Regions from separate parts of the Mus musculus genome. Here regions 1, 3, 4 and 5 are each linked to region 2. The links are chromatin contacts, called in public Hi-C and promoter capture Hi-C maps. All regions are on one chromosome and are shown on one strand. The core of a region is the stretch at or near the end of the contact, and the rest is flanking DNA. Distances in the headings are between cores, read along the strand shown.

Region 1 (2,700 bases), core at 43-2,542, 2.5 Mb before region 2:
AGCTCATTGGTCCGCCTCTCAATGAACCGGACCACGCCGGTTCCTCCGCCACTCTAGTCCCATTAGTGCGCTTCGGAGCACGGCGGAGCCCGGGTACCGGCCACCAAAGCGGGAGGCTGGTGTCACCGCCGCCGGGTCCATGCATCCTCAGTGTCATCCGCGCTTCAATGCTCGACTCTCCCAGCGAGGTCACTAGCAACTCTCCGCACCACCTCCCGTGTCGGGTGTGAGCAGGGGGCCCGCAGGTCTCCTTTGCTCCAGCTTAAGGCATTAAGTAAAATAGATCTTCGGGCTGACAGGCTTGTACCCCGGGAAGCAGGCAAACCCTCCAGCACCCCGCTGCGCTCTCCCGGACTTCGCCTCCGTAACAGGTTACACAGCCCAAGGTCAGGAGCCTCCCGGGCAAAGCCCGCGGAGGGTCCCGAGGCGCCCCGCTCTGCTGCAGGGCACGTCCGGGCGTCGGCGGGGCCCGGCACTGCGACACGGCCGCTCCCGCCCAATCCCGCCGCCCGAGCGAGCGCCACGCGCGGCCGCCTACCCCGCGGCGGGAGGCCTGCTGGTCGCCCCGCGGCCCAGGCCCACCCAGCTCGTGCTCCGCCCGCCCCTCACCCAGCCACACCTGCCGGAGGGCCGCGTGCCCCCCGCCGGAGCCCGTCAGCCCAGCCCCGCCGTCCGCCGGGGACGTTACCTGAGCACGCGGCCGCGCCGGCCTCCTCCCCTCCCCCAGGCGGCGCAGGCGGCCCCGCAACGGCGGCGGGAGAAGCCAGTTCCCGCCCGCCGACCTGGCCCCACCTGAGGCCGCGACTCGTGCCTCGCAGTCGGCGGCGAGCCGCCCTCAGGCCCAGGCACCCACCTTGGGATGGTACGAAGATCCCCAGATCCCTGGCTTGCGTCGGACTGCTGTCTGGAAAACCAGACCTCCAGCAGTTTCTCCGTCCCTTCGAAAAAATGTGCAGCTTCCATCACCGTGAGACTAGCGAACAACCAACAACCACAGAAAATCAACTAAATTAAATCTCTTCTCCCGCCGCTCCTGCCGCCGCTGCGGATTGTTCCAGCTGTGTTACTAAAGTTCAGGTTCCTTTTTTTTTTTTTTTTGCTATAATTTTATATTAACTTTTTTTTAAAAAAAGGACTAATAAAATTTTCCCGGCTATTTTCGTGAGCGAAAGTTGAACGTGAGTCTGTTGGAAATAGAGGCAGATACAGTTCAGTCTCTTGTAGTCCGCTGCTTTCCCGTTAGGAGAGTTGAGCGAGCGCTAGCTAATGTCGCCGGCCATACTGTGTAAGCGAGGGTTCTGCGTGAGCGCAGACCTTATATAAGCATCCTCCCCGACAGGCCAGGAAGTGACGCCATCGCCCCGCCCTCAGGGCCTCATAGGGACCGCTTCGTGTCAGTCAAACGTCGCCGAACGCCGGCTGGCTGGCGGTGGGCCCACGGGGAGTGCAGGGGACTACCAGCTTGGTTGCAGATGGAGCTGCCGCTGTCCCTTGAGCGGGAGACCGCTCTGTTGTCCGGCTGGGGACTTGGGAATCTGGGATTACTTGTGGAGCTGGTGGGGAGAGCGGGAGACAGGCGAGGCTGTCCCACGCTGCACACAGCTGGTTAGCAGAAAACAGGAGGGAGTCTGGAGGGGTGTCGCGGGGCTCGGCGGGGGCGGTGGCCACTGCTGGGTTGGCGTAGTGCTTTGATCCTGTGCGGTTTCTCGTTTCAAGCCGAGGTGGTTTTTGGCTTTTTAAAAAAAATTTTTTTAAACCATTTTTTCACGTGTTTCCACGAGACGAACGCAGCCTAGGCAATAAAATTGTCAGTGACGTACGTGTGGCCCGGGGTCGGATTGGAATGCGCTTTAATTCTGCTTGTGCTTTATCTGATGTGGGAATGAAGGCAGTTCTCCACGGGTTTACACAATAGCCAGAAGCGTCGTCTTCCTATTTCAAAAGAGAAAAGAGAAAAGCAACGTGGCGCCCAGCCTTGGAGGGCTCCGGCGCTATCTACCCCCCACCGTGTGCCTAGCCTAGCTTAGGAGTTGGCCGCCTTCCAGCAGACACCTATCAACCCGTACTCCATTAGGTCAACTGGTGGATATTTAGTTTGCAAAACTTCCTAGGAACTAGCTTTATTAAGTATAATACGAGGTTATTTGATATTTTTCTTAGGCTATTCTTAAAGGGGTGAACTAATTGAAAGTATTCCTCACAACCACCAGTACCACGCAAATTTACAAATTTGCCTAAAATTGCCTAAATGCCTAAAAAGGATCTTCGCGAGTATATAATAATAATGTAAATGGGTAGCAAAGAGTTTTCACTAATGATAATCTAAAGTATAAATTAGGGGTCAAATCCAAGTAGGATTTTGTTTTGTTTTTTTTTTCTTCTGCTATCTTCCTTTATTTATATTTGCAGTATGAAACACAAGCTCTGCACACATACTTGCACACTCACACCAGCCTGGGGGAGGGAGCTGGGACAAGGCCACTTTCTTTCTTTCTTTTTTTTTTTTTAATCTTAAGAAGCAAAAGATGTTAACAAAGTTATTAGTTACTTGGAAACACTGGGGGAAAGTCACCAAGCTCATAAAATTAAAAATGATTATAGTCACAAGACAAAGGGACCGTCTCCTATTATCCCTAGAGAAATCCACTGCAACTGTTGAAATTTGATTCATACATACCCTGAAGACGAGCTCTTGTCTTA
Region 2 (2,700 bases), core at 167-2,666:
GGCAGGCTGATCTCTGTGAGTTCGAGGCCAACCCTGGCTAAAGAGTGAGTTCCGGGACAGCCAGGGCTACACAAAGAAACCCTGGCTCAAAAAGAAAAAAAAAAAAACACCCCCCCCAACAAAAAGCAAAGTAAACAAAACAACAACAAAACGGGCAGTTAAGAGCACTGAATGCTCTTCTGAAGGTCCTGAGTTCAAATCCCAGCAACCACATGATGGCTACAGTGTACTCATATACATAAAAATAAAAAATGAATCTTAAAAAAAAATACAGCAGAATGTTTGTACTTGCGCGGTAGCTTCTCTTTTTAAAGATATTGCACAGTTTCCTTTACTATTCACAGCGGTCCTGTGTAAAGTGCCCTGTGTCCTCTTGATCCACAGAGGGCAGTGCAGACACTGGGACCCACCCTGCTAAGGCCACCACTGGACTCTGGTGGGATCTTTGCAAGGTTAGAGGACTATCCTGCAGTTCAGCTGACTCCAGCTTGAGATTCGGTGGCCAGGAGCAGAGAGTGACTGCCTCTTCAGATTGCCCACAGGTTGCAGGGGAGTGCCAGCGGCTCTTTGGGGCGTCAGAGCGATCTGGGTTTGGATCCTCAAGCCCTGAGCAAACCCAAACCATTGAGCGTTACCTCTGGAAAATGTTTTGAGTCTGAATTTTCTCATCAATAGAGCATATATGACATTGGTTCTCAATATGTGGGTCCTGACCCTGTTAAGGGGGAGTTATCAAAAGACCGTTTTAGAGGGAGTATATATATCATGCACATCATATATTTACATTACAATTCGTAACAGTAGTAAAATTACAGTTATGAACTAGAAATGAAAATAATTTTACGGTTCGGGGTCACGACAACATGAGGGACTGTATTAAAGTGTGGCAGCATTAGGAAGGTTGAGAGCCACCGATCTATATTTTGCTTTATTTCATGTTTTACTGACAAATTGAAGACATGATCGCTTGGGTCACAGAAAGCATTAGTGAACTGGCAGCTCCAAATACCAAGGCTTTGGAACTCTGAGGAGTTCCTTGCTCCCTATTCTTTTCATTTATTTATTTTTCCTTGCTCCCTATTTTAATGGCACTTGTTTCCATGAGGTTCACGTGGAGGAAAAGTGAGAGGGATAGGAGAGAGTGGAGAGGTTTGGCAACCTCGCTTAGGTTGCAAAAGCTCAGGTCCCAATCGCACCTAGGACGCTCGCCTCTGCTCACTGCTTGGGGGACCCTGGCAAGAAAGCTCCTGGAATCCGGGAAGGGTGCTGGGAAGGAAAGCCTGGTAAGCAGGGGGCGGGACCCGGGGGCGGGCTTATGGAAAACAGAGGGCGTGGTCCGTGGCTCAGGGGCGGGGCCGCGGGCGGGGTCCAACAGAGTTTCTTTGCTGCGCGCGCCACGTCTCCCTCAGTGAGCGTGTGGAGGAGACGGCCGGGGAGGGAACAGCCGCGTGGGGCGGGAACTAGCTCCTCTCGCGAGAGTTGGCGACGGCCGCGGCGGCGGCGGCGGCGTGTCCGTGAGAGCGGCGTGGGGGCGGGGAGGAGAGCGGCGGCGGCGGCGGCGGCGGCGGCGGTAGCGGCGTCCGAGCTACGCCACACGGGGCCGGGGCGCTGGGAGCCGGGAGCCGGAGCGCAGCGCGGGGTCGTGGCGACGGCGGTGAGGGGAGCGCGGCGGAGGAGGCGGAGCCATGGCGGGCCAGCAGTTCCAGTACGATGACAGCGGGAACACCTTCTTCTACTTCCTCACCTCCTTCGTGGGGCTCATCGTGATCCCCGCCACCTACTACCTCTGGCCGCGAGACCAGAACGCGGGTGAGTCCCGTCGGCGGCCCGCTCTGGCGCGCTCGGGCGGACGCTCCGCTCCGCTCTTCTCCGCTCCGCTCCGGGCCGCGCCGTCCTGCCCGCCGGTGCTGCTCCGCGTCCCAGGGACGCCGCCTGGGCGGCGGGGCCTGAGGGCCGCTGTCCACGGGGCCGGAGCTCGGCGGCGATTTCCGGGGCTGTCCGCCCGCCTGCGTGGTCCGCGGGAGTTTGGCGGGGATCCGATCCGCATTGTTCTGGACGCCCCTCGCCTGCCGCCTCTTTGTCTCCCCAGCCTCGGCTTTGTTGGGTGTTCTTTCTGGAGGGAGCGGGCTGGGCTGGGACGGGGGGCGAGAGAAGAGTTGGCCGAGGGGGAATAAGAGCGTGTGGGCACAACTCCGCATCCTTCGCTCCCGTCACCCTTTCTCCCTCTTGTCCCGGTGTCCCCGCTGCAGCTGTTGGTACAGATGTTTGGGGGCACCCCTAAGCTGGGTGTCATGTTTGGGACTTCCAAGTGAGCTCACCAGCAGCCCACCCCGTCACTTCCTCCGGTTGCTTTTTTCATTTGTTCAATCACATCGTGGGGGTTGGAGAGCGCTGCCGTTATTCCTTTTATAAAAGCACAAATAGGATTTTCTCCGTTTCCTTTCCTCTGGAGTTTCCTGTTTACAACGGAAAAGTGCAGGCATGAAGGATTAAGCGGGATTCGTTGATGGAAGGAGGTAGTTGGTGGGGTCGCAAGCTCCTTTGCTTTTAGTTCTCGAGTCTTTCCACATTAAAGGTCGCGTCAGAACGCAACCCAGTGCAGTTTCCGGGGATGTTAGGTTTAAGATTGTAATGTTGGATTCTGTGTTGCACTTTACTAAGACATATGGCACCGGTTATTCTTAAAGCTGATGGCACTTA
Region 3 (2,771 bases), core at 211-2,710, 2.4 Mb before region 2:
CATTTAAGCTCATGGTGCTTTCTTCATGACGGCTACCCACCTAGCCTAACAGTCATCCTGCCGATTTTATCACTGTGCCTTGTGCCTTACAGTTCATATTATAGATGTACGCACGGGAGTCCTACACAATGAAATCGAAAGGCCTGATGATTGAAGCTCATGACATACAGAGAGGAACAAGAATTGGAAGTTTTAGTAGGTATTGGAGATAAATGAAGGAGAGGGAAGGAAATAAAGAGGAAATAACAAGTCGATTCTTTGTTTAGATGGTCTCCCCAGCAATAATGTTGTCTATGGATAGCTTAGCTGCCTTTTTGACACAGACACCTTATCAAATTTCCCTTTTAAATTTAATCTTGTTATAAAATGCTGCCTTTTATTTTAGGTAGTGGAAGAGAGCTGAAACGCGCGTGTCGAATGGATCTCAATTTCTTTTCGGTTTAAAAGCCATCAATATGCAGTGGGTCACATTTTTAGTAAGGCACTTTCTAAGTTCTTACAGTACTACTTTGAGGTGATGGGTTCTGAGCCTCAGACACCATAACGAATCAACGTCATGAGCAAGATAAATACCTTAAACCCCTAGGTGAGCCTCGCCATTACTGTAAAACACGCTTTACTACCCAGCAAAAACGATTGTTTTTAAAACGCTGCATTTTTGCAATCTTCCAAGCGCTTTAATTGTTCTCAGACAGATGGCTAAAGCTAGGCTACCGCACCCGCATATGTTAGGATAAAACCGACTAGAGCGCCAAGAAAAAGATGATTGGCTGTGGGCCGTAGAAGTTACACGGTTCCCCTAGCAAGAGCTGGGAAACCGCTGAATCTTCAGGTTTTGAAATACGGTTTTTGCATCGTAAAGAAAGAAGATTAACCTATCAGGAAGAACCGAGCACATCCAATTACCAATCAAGAGCGGGAAAACAGCCAAAGCCGGAGATAACCAGGCACCAAAGCGGACGTCACTCTTCAGTCTCTGCCAATAAGCCGAGGCAAGGGGCGGGGCAACCAGAGGATCAATTGCCCAAGAAAACAAACAATGTGTAGTACAACTGTCTAAACCCCAGTCCTAAGCTCCGGATGCGCCGGAATGAGCTCTAGAGCAAGGCTCTCGTGAGGTGCTTCCCGCTTTTCTAGCCTAATGACAGTCAGGGCCGGGTATCTACTTCCTAGCTCAGCAAAGGTGTCCTTCCCGCCAGCTCCCACGGGCTCGCAAAAATCCCGCTGCAACTTTGCGCTACAGTTTACAGGAACAGCAGTCGCGCGCTGAGGGGGTGGGGCGGCGGCAGAGCGCAGGCGTACATGCCTTGTGGAGGCGTGGCCCAAAAGGCCCCAGGAACTCTGGGAACTGTATTCCCCGCTCCCGAGGAGGTAGCACAACTCACGAGCCCTCTTGAACTACATTTCCCAGAATGGCTCGCGACCTTGGGGCGGGACGCTTGGTTCCTTAATGAGTTCGAGAAAGCCGCGGCGCGGCCCACCAGGTTCCAAAACAAGGAAATGAAGGGAGGAGGCGGGACTGTAGATGCCTGCGGGAGCCGCCGCCGCCGCCGCGGAGGAGGAGGAGGCGGAGGAGGTGGCTGCCGCGGCCGCCGAGGAGTCCCTTGCTGAAGGCGGACCGCGGAGCGGCGGGCGGCGCGCGCGCGCCCGAGCGACGGCTGTTGGAGAAGTGGAGCGGCGGCGGTGGAGGAGGGACTGAGTGGCGGCGGCCCCCGCGTCCCGGTTTCTCTATGGGGGAAGCAGACAATGGATTATGATTTCAAGGCGAAGCTGGCGGCGGAGCGGGAGCGGGTGGAGGATCTGTTTGAGTACGAAGGGTGCAAAGTGGGACGCGGCACCTACGGGCATGTCTACAAGGCGAGGCGGAAAGATGGGTAAGAGCGCGAGCGGGGAGTGGGCTCGTCCCGTCCCCTCCGCTGCGGAGCCCCGGAGGGCTGGGTGGGTCGGAGCTCCCGGGACGAGGCGGCGTGGGTCGCAGAGCGACGTCCCGGGGCTAACTCGGAGGCACTGGTGCTGCCGCCCCCCGCTGGCCGGTCGCGCCCCTCGAAGTCGTACGGCGCAGCCCCGTCGGGGGCGTCGGTCCCGCCTGGAGTCGCGGCTGCGTGATTAACAGCGGGCGGCGGGTGGAGACCGCGCCTGGAGGTGGAGTTTAGGGGTCTGGTCCCCGGGGACCCTCCGGAGGGCTTGGCTGAAGAGTTACCGGTTTGGCCCTGTGCTGGTGACGGTAGTGGTGGAACTTCCAATCGGCGCAGCGCCTTCCCGGGGCGGCGGTTTGAAAGCTCGCGGGGGCGCCTCCTGTCTGGTGGCGCAGCGCTTGGGGTCCTGGCTGGCCCCTTGGGTCTGACTTCCTTGCCAACCCAGACTTCATCTCTGATGTTTACCTGGGGACTTCCCGATCCTGCTCCCGATTCCCACATTTTAATATTCTGAATTCAGCACTCTGAAGGTGGACCCTGGAGAGAGATAAATTGTATATTACAAGATTTAAGTGTTCTCTGGTTGCTTATCTTTCCTGCCTCTTGGCTATCTTAGGTATAAGATATATCTTGGCTATCTAATTCCCCCCAACCCCCTTTAAGATAGGGTATCTGTGCGCCCTGCTTGGCCTGGAACGGAGAGATTCGCCTGCCTCTGCTAATCAGGTACTATCATTAAAGGCGTATGCCACCAAACCTGGTCCATTTCTCTTTTCTTCAGGAAGAAATCTTGATTTCTTCAAGTTCTTAGCCTCTGTCAAATGGCTGTGAGCTTTGGTAGTGTTTATTGAGAAC
Region 4 (2,700 bases), core at 63-2,562, 2.1 Mb before region 2:
CGGATGTGTCTGCTGGAGAGTCTGCTATATTGGTTGCTGGATGTGTGTGGAGAAAGAACCCATTCCCCTAGACACAGAACTGTTCCATTTTCTGTGACTTTGGGATTGTGGACTGAAGGGACAATGCCCTTTCTTTTCCATTTTGACACCCAGACAGCCTTGTATAAAATCGTACCTAGCTGAGCTCACCAGAGGCTCATGGCCACATGCAAAAGGAATCATCTTTCTCTCCTTTTCAGATGGGAAGACAGACTGAGACAGCCTCTGACTTGCTCAAGATAAGATAGTGAGGACCCTGCTTTGACAAAGAGGACCTCTGCTTGGCTGAGAGCATGCATAGGGAGTCTGCTACACAGAATGGCCTTTATCACACAAGAGACCATGGGCTTTTCCACATGTCTTGGAGCCTCGGTTTATATCTGTAGAATAAGGAGGATACGTCTCATTTCACAAGAGAATGGTGTTACGTGGTGATACAGTCATGGCTAAAGCGAAATCTCTTATTAGTATATTAACGTGGTTAATATTATTCTATTAAATATTATCTGGGCTGGAGAAATGGCTCAGCGATTAACACATGTAATTGCCAGCACCTTCATCAGGTGGCGCACCACCACCTATAACTCCAGCTCCAGGACATCTGGTGCCCTCTTCTGGCCTCCATGGGCACTGCGTGCATGTGAGAACAACATGCAATAGACCACAGACCAACAGACCACAGCAATTTAAATGTAAAACAAATCTTTAAGATATATTATAGCTATTGTGATACAACCAATTACGTCTCTAGAATCAAATGACTTTCAGGGAGGTTTAATGTGGGCTTTTCCTACTACTGAGCTGTGTGTGTTTCTGAGGAGGTGACACTCAGCAAATACCAGTTCCCTTCTATAAATATTTGGTTCATCCTAACTTATTTTCTGAATAAATTTTCCATCTGCCACCAGGCCGGCATCTCAGCTATCAACAACTCTGAACAATGCGGCAGGGGAAACGAGTGCTTGGTTCTAGCTGGGACTTTTTGGAAGTCAGACAGACCACCCATTTATTTGCCATGCAAACAAATCAGCCGGAGAAACTCCAGGCTGGTGGCAAGCTGAAGTTCTTGAAAGCCAGACAAAGACAGGTCATAGAGGACGAAACTTCCCCTGCAGGCTTGGCAGAGAGGCAGTTCCACAGAGCTTACACGTGCCTCTCTCCTGGGGAGTCAGAGGCAGACACTGTGGCATGGACCAATGGAGGGTAAGCTTAGAGAGAGTGTCCTTAATAATTTCCCCAATGGGAAGGAGTTTTGTTTTCCCTGTCTCTTAGGAGACCAGGCTAACAGGTCACTGGAAAACAAGTGTTGGTGCCAGGACCTCCGGTGGATACCAGACTGCTTTTTCAGAGACAGGTATTTGAATCCTCACTCTTTGCTCTAGGGTCGTTCTGTATGCACTCTGGGATTTTAGGGGTGTGTCTTGGTGGGGTTGGGGCCAGAGATTGATAGGTCACACTATATCAGGACATGCCCTATGTTTCTGGCTCTCTTTCCACTCCACTGGCAGCTGGTTATTCTTAGCCACAGATTGCTTTTCACCCTAGTGTTAACTTATTAGAGCTGTGGCGCAAGGCTGCTAGATAGGCAACTAGTAAGATCATGGCCGTCTGTCTTCTATTACCTCCTCTGGAAACAAGTCCAGGACCTCCCTCTCCCAGCCTTCCCCACTGGACTGTGTCCTGCTGGGAATCTTCTCTTGTCTTTCTTCAACCCTGGCAGTCTGACATCTCAGCTCACCTGCTCAGAAACGCACACGGCTCAGTTGGAGGAGAAGCGCACATTAAACCTCCCTGAAAAGGCTTCAAGGCTCACGGAGTGGGAGTCAAGTGGAGCTAGGGAGGAGGCAGAGAACCACTCATAGCCAGACCTCATGATGTCTGCCATGGCTAACCTCACCTGGCCTGATGCCCTGTTCACTGCCTGTTGCAAGAAGGGATTGTACCAGGGGTGGGTGGGATTTAGGCTAACAACACAAGCAGCTGGCTGAGAGAACTTTACCCCTAAGGAATGGCTATAACTAACTGGAATAATTACGTTTTGTCCACTCTCCTTAATCTGGAATTGAGCCAGATAGAGGGAGTTGGGCATGGAGCACACATAGTAAGACAAAGAAGTGAAGGCGGGCAGGAGGCTGACAGGTCAGCACCAAGTAACAGATTCCTGCTGCCTCTGCGGAGAGCGTGGAGGACACTGACATCTTTGCCCCTCTCTCTACCTTCCACACAAGATGTCAGCCTTGGGGTGCCTGGCGCAGGCGCCTGGTATCTACATTTTCCCTACATCCTCCCACAGGGGATCTATTTGGGAGACAGCCTCAGCGGCCTGCCGTTTACTACTCAAAGAGGCTAATAAGAATTCATTTGGTGCTGTCTTCAGGTGAAGGCACAGAGGCTAAAGGACCGCGGCCATTTCTTCCTGTTATGCAATCATCTGTGGCAGCCAGACATGACCTCTGTGTCTGCTCCCTAGAGTCCCGGGAGCAGAAGTCACAGCTCGGCTGCTTCCCAGGACTAGCTTACCTCCTCAGCAGTCCCTAGAATGTGCCCATAGGGAAAAAGTTAGGCAAGGGCACTATGACTAGAATTCTACCCCCGAATGCCATGTGATTAGTGCTGGTGAGCACGGCAGGCAAACCTAGGCTGATTCTGTTTTGGTAGCAA
Region 5 (2,778 bases), core at 276-2,775, 2.5 Mb before region 2:
AGCCAAGGATTTTGCCCAAAAATTTTGATAACAGCTTTATCCCCCATCCCTACCCCCATCCCCCAAAGACAGGGTTTCTCTGTGTAACAGCCCTGACTGTCCTGGGACTCACTCTGCAGACCAAGCAGGCCTCAAACTTAAGAGATCCGTTTGCCTCTGCCTCATGAGTGCTGGGATTAAAGGTATGTATCATCATCAGGCAATAACGTAATATTTTAAACTGTGTCTTCTCCAGGCATTTTGAAGACAGGGCTTTCTGTAGATCAAGGTGGCCTAGAACTTACTATATCATTAAGGATGACAATGAGCCAGGCGGTGGTGGCGCACGCCTTTAATCCCAGCACTTGGGAGGCAGAGGTAGGCAGATTTCTGAGTTCGAGGCCAGCCTGGTCTACAAAGTGAGTTCCAGGGCATTCCGGGGAGTTGGGGGGTAGGATGACAATGAACTTCGGATCCGCCTGCCTTGGGCTCTCCAGTGCCGGCATTACAGGTGTGCACCAGGACAGCCTGCTCTCATGCTATTTTTTCCTAATTGGCTTGTGAGGAGTGAGCCAAAGACACACCAAAGGCATGGTGAAGCAGGTGACATGGGTACTTGGTGACCGGCCGGGCAACACTGCATACATATCCACACTTAGACCAGAGTCTGCGTCCAGACTAGTACACTCAACTGTGGTACTATTGGAGGATAGAACTGAGGCCACGCCCACTACAAGGAAGGCAGGCACTGCTTAACAGCATGGATTAGGCTTTGTCCTGAAAGTCCCCCAGAAGTTTCATACAAGGTGTTTTGCTCTTTCTCTCCAGCCACACATTCAGACAGTGAAGAAGAAGCAGTCAGGCATTTTCTCTGCTCCCATAGAATCCCTCCCTTGTAACCTACTCTTCTGGTATGAGCCTGGAGCGTTTGATCACTGCTTTGTAAGGTGGGATGAACGTCTCTCTCTTTGTGGACAAGCATATCACCTTTTAGTCTTGTTTTAACTTTAAGAAAATCTACAACATTCCCCGAATTCTAAGACTCACCAAAATCTTGCATTTATTTTCACATTTGGAGAGAAAGTCTGAATCAATGATTCCTGACAATTCTACCAGAACAAACTGCTCCTGGTGGAAGAAAGCAAAGTTAATAAGGTAGACAAGGGGCAGTAAATAAGAAATGCCCCAAATTTCTCTGTGAAAACTCGATCCAGTTTCTGGTGGAAACCGATTCTTTCTAGAATGGGTAAACCAGAACTGAAGCTAGCCCTCCACGGCTTCTCGGGCTTCGGAAAGCCAGCGAGCTGTCTACCGGCCTCCCTCCCTCCGTCCGCATCCCAGACTCCCTTCCCCACCCAGGGGTGGCTCAACCAAGACCGCCCGCGCCGCAGGCCTCTGACCCTCGCTTACAACCTCCTCTAGCTCCTCTTCCTCCTCCTCCAAGTCCTCCCAAATGGGATCCACTGCCGCCGCCATAGCGTTCGGAGACGCCATCACTGGCCACGCCCCCTGTGGATGCCATTTTGGATACGGGCAGCGGCGTCCGGCTTCCGGCCAGAAAGCAAGATGGCGACGCCAGGCTTCCGTAAGTGGGTCCCACGTGGAGACTCGACACGCTCCGAGCTTCGGGAATTTAGGGTATTTAGCCCCACTTTGAAGAACGTGGCTCATAGAGCTCAGGCTACACTGAACTCAGTAAGTAGCTGAGGATGAGCGTAATCAACTGCCTCCACTATAAAACAAAACCTCACGTTTATTGTCTGCCGAAGGAGACTAGAGGATCAATGGTGGCCTCCACTTTTCATCCCAACATCTAAGGACGCGGGAGGGAGAGGATTAATGCAAATTCTAGGCCAGAGTGGCTACTTAGTTAACACAAACCCAGCAGTGACGCTACTGGGACAGGGTGGAATTCAGACCGCAGAGGACACAAATCAACACCCATCTTAAGTAAAACGCAGCCTGAGGAGCCGCACCCACCCTTTAAAACTGGTCCGGAAGTGATTTTCTTAGGATGACTGAAGACACTGGCGTGTGATTGGCTATTATCCTCAATATGTTAATTATGAACTTGATTCTGAGTTAGTTTACAAGTCATAAGTATTCAGAATGAGTTTTTGTTTTTGTTTTTTTTTTTTGCAAAATAATATACGAACACAGCTTCGAAAGTGCATGTGTATGGTATTCCTTAGGAGAATATTACGGGGTTTTCGCGGGGGGGGGGGGGCGGGTGGGGAATGTCACCATTAGTTAAAAATGTGCTGTCAGAGGTGGCCTCGCGGCGGCTGGCAACGCTAAACTAAGACTATACTTTCAGGGATCATTTCTATAGTTTGTTACTAGAGAAGTTTCTCTGACTGTGTAGAGCACCCGAAACCACGAGGAGGAGACAGAGTGTCCTTTCCTGAGCGTGAAGCCGGCTTTTAGTGCTGCATTTTGCAACTGCTATCTGCCATTGATGATCGTTCTCAACTCTCTTGAGGGTTGAGAGGGAGAGGACACAGTCTGAGTGGTTTCTTTTATATTTAGTTGAAAGTTAGAGTAGATGCTTTGGTCCTGAGCTACTAAATGGATATCTTTCCTCTTGTATTTTACATGGCTTATACTGTGTAGCCCGGTCATTCCTCTCTGTATGGTCCCAGACGACCTCCAACTCAAGTTCTGCTTTCTGCCTGCCTCAGCCTCCTAAGTGCTGGGGTTTAGGGTGTTCACTACAGCCTGGCTGACCTGCCTTTCTTGTTCTTAGTATGAATGTAGTTATAATGTTCACGAGACCATTAACTGCAAGAAAAATTTTAA

The links. Promoter capture Hi-C pulls out the DNA fragments that hold promoters and counts their contacts. A called contact is a pair of places that touch in the nucleus more often than the background predicts. Capture Hi-C pulls out chosen DNA fragments and counts their contacts.
Region 1: a promoter capture Hi-C map of liver shows a contact between it and region 2, with 3 times the contacts expected there. The contact joins the promoter of Amd1 here to the promoter of Sec63 in region 2. A contact is called at or near these places in 2 of 39 promoter capture datasets (hippocampal neurons and liver) and 1 of 9 other capture datasets (liver).
Region 3: a contact with region 2 is called in a Hi-C map of B cells, with 5 read pairs. The contact joins the promoter of Cdk19 here to the promoter of Sec63 in region 2. A contact is called at or near these places in 1 of 39 promoter capture datasets (liver) and 2 of 484 Hi-C or Micro-C datasets (B cells and erythroblasts).
Region 4: a promoter capture Hi-C map of liver shows a contact between it and region 2, with 3 times the contacts expected there. The contact joins the promoter of Ddo here to the promoter of Sec63 in region 2. A contact is called at or near these places in 3 of 39 promoter capture datasets (hippocampal neurons and liver).
Region 5: a contact with region 2 is called in a promoter capture Hi-C map of adipose tissue, with 3 times the contacts expected there. The contact joins the promoter of Gtf3c6 here to the promoter of Sec63 in region 2. A contact is called at or near these places in 1 of 39 promoter capture datasets (liver), 1 of 115 datasets of contacts at active chromatin or transcription factors (thymic regulatory T cells) and 1 of 9 other capture datasets (adipose tissue).

What each region holds. Positions count from the first base shown.
Region 1 is chr10:40,300,896-40,303,595 of GRCm38.p6, forward strand. It overlaps Amd1 (S-adenosylmethionine decarboxylase 1), which reads right to left and starts at 1,293. Exons shown (of 8, transcript NM_009665.5): 1 at 854-1,293. The coding sequence starts at 963.
Region 2 is chr10:42,760,080-42,762,779 of GRCm38.p6, forward strand. Sec63 (SEC63-like (S. cerevisiae)) reads left to right here and starts at 1,417. Exons shown (of 21, transcript NM_153055.3): 1 at 1,417-1,809. The coding sequence starts at 1,686.
Region 3 is chr10:40,347,848-40,350,618 of GRCm38.p6, forward strand. It overlaps Cdk19 (cyclin-dependent kinase 19), which reads left to right and starts at 1,461. Exons shown (of 13, transcript NM_001168304.1): 1 at 1,461-1,874. The coding sequence starts at 1,747.
Region 4 is chr10:40,628,699-40,631,398 of GRCm38.p6, forward strand. It overlaps Ddo (D-aspartate oxidase), which reads left to right and starts at 1,313. Exons shown (of 5, transcript NM_027442.5): 1 at 1,313-1,393.
Region 5 is chr10:40,256,187-40,258,964 of GRCm38.p6, forward strand. It overlaps Gtf3c6 (general transcription factor IIIC, polypeptide 6, alpha), which reads right to left and starts at 1,526. Exons shown (of 6, transcript NM_026113.5): 1 at 1,393-1,526; 2 at 1,027-1,107. The coding sequence starts at 1,473. Rnu3a (U3A small nuclear RNA) reads left to right here and starts at 2,282; the gene lies at 2,282-2,493.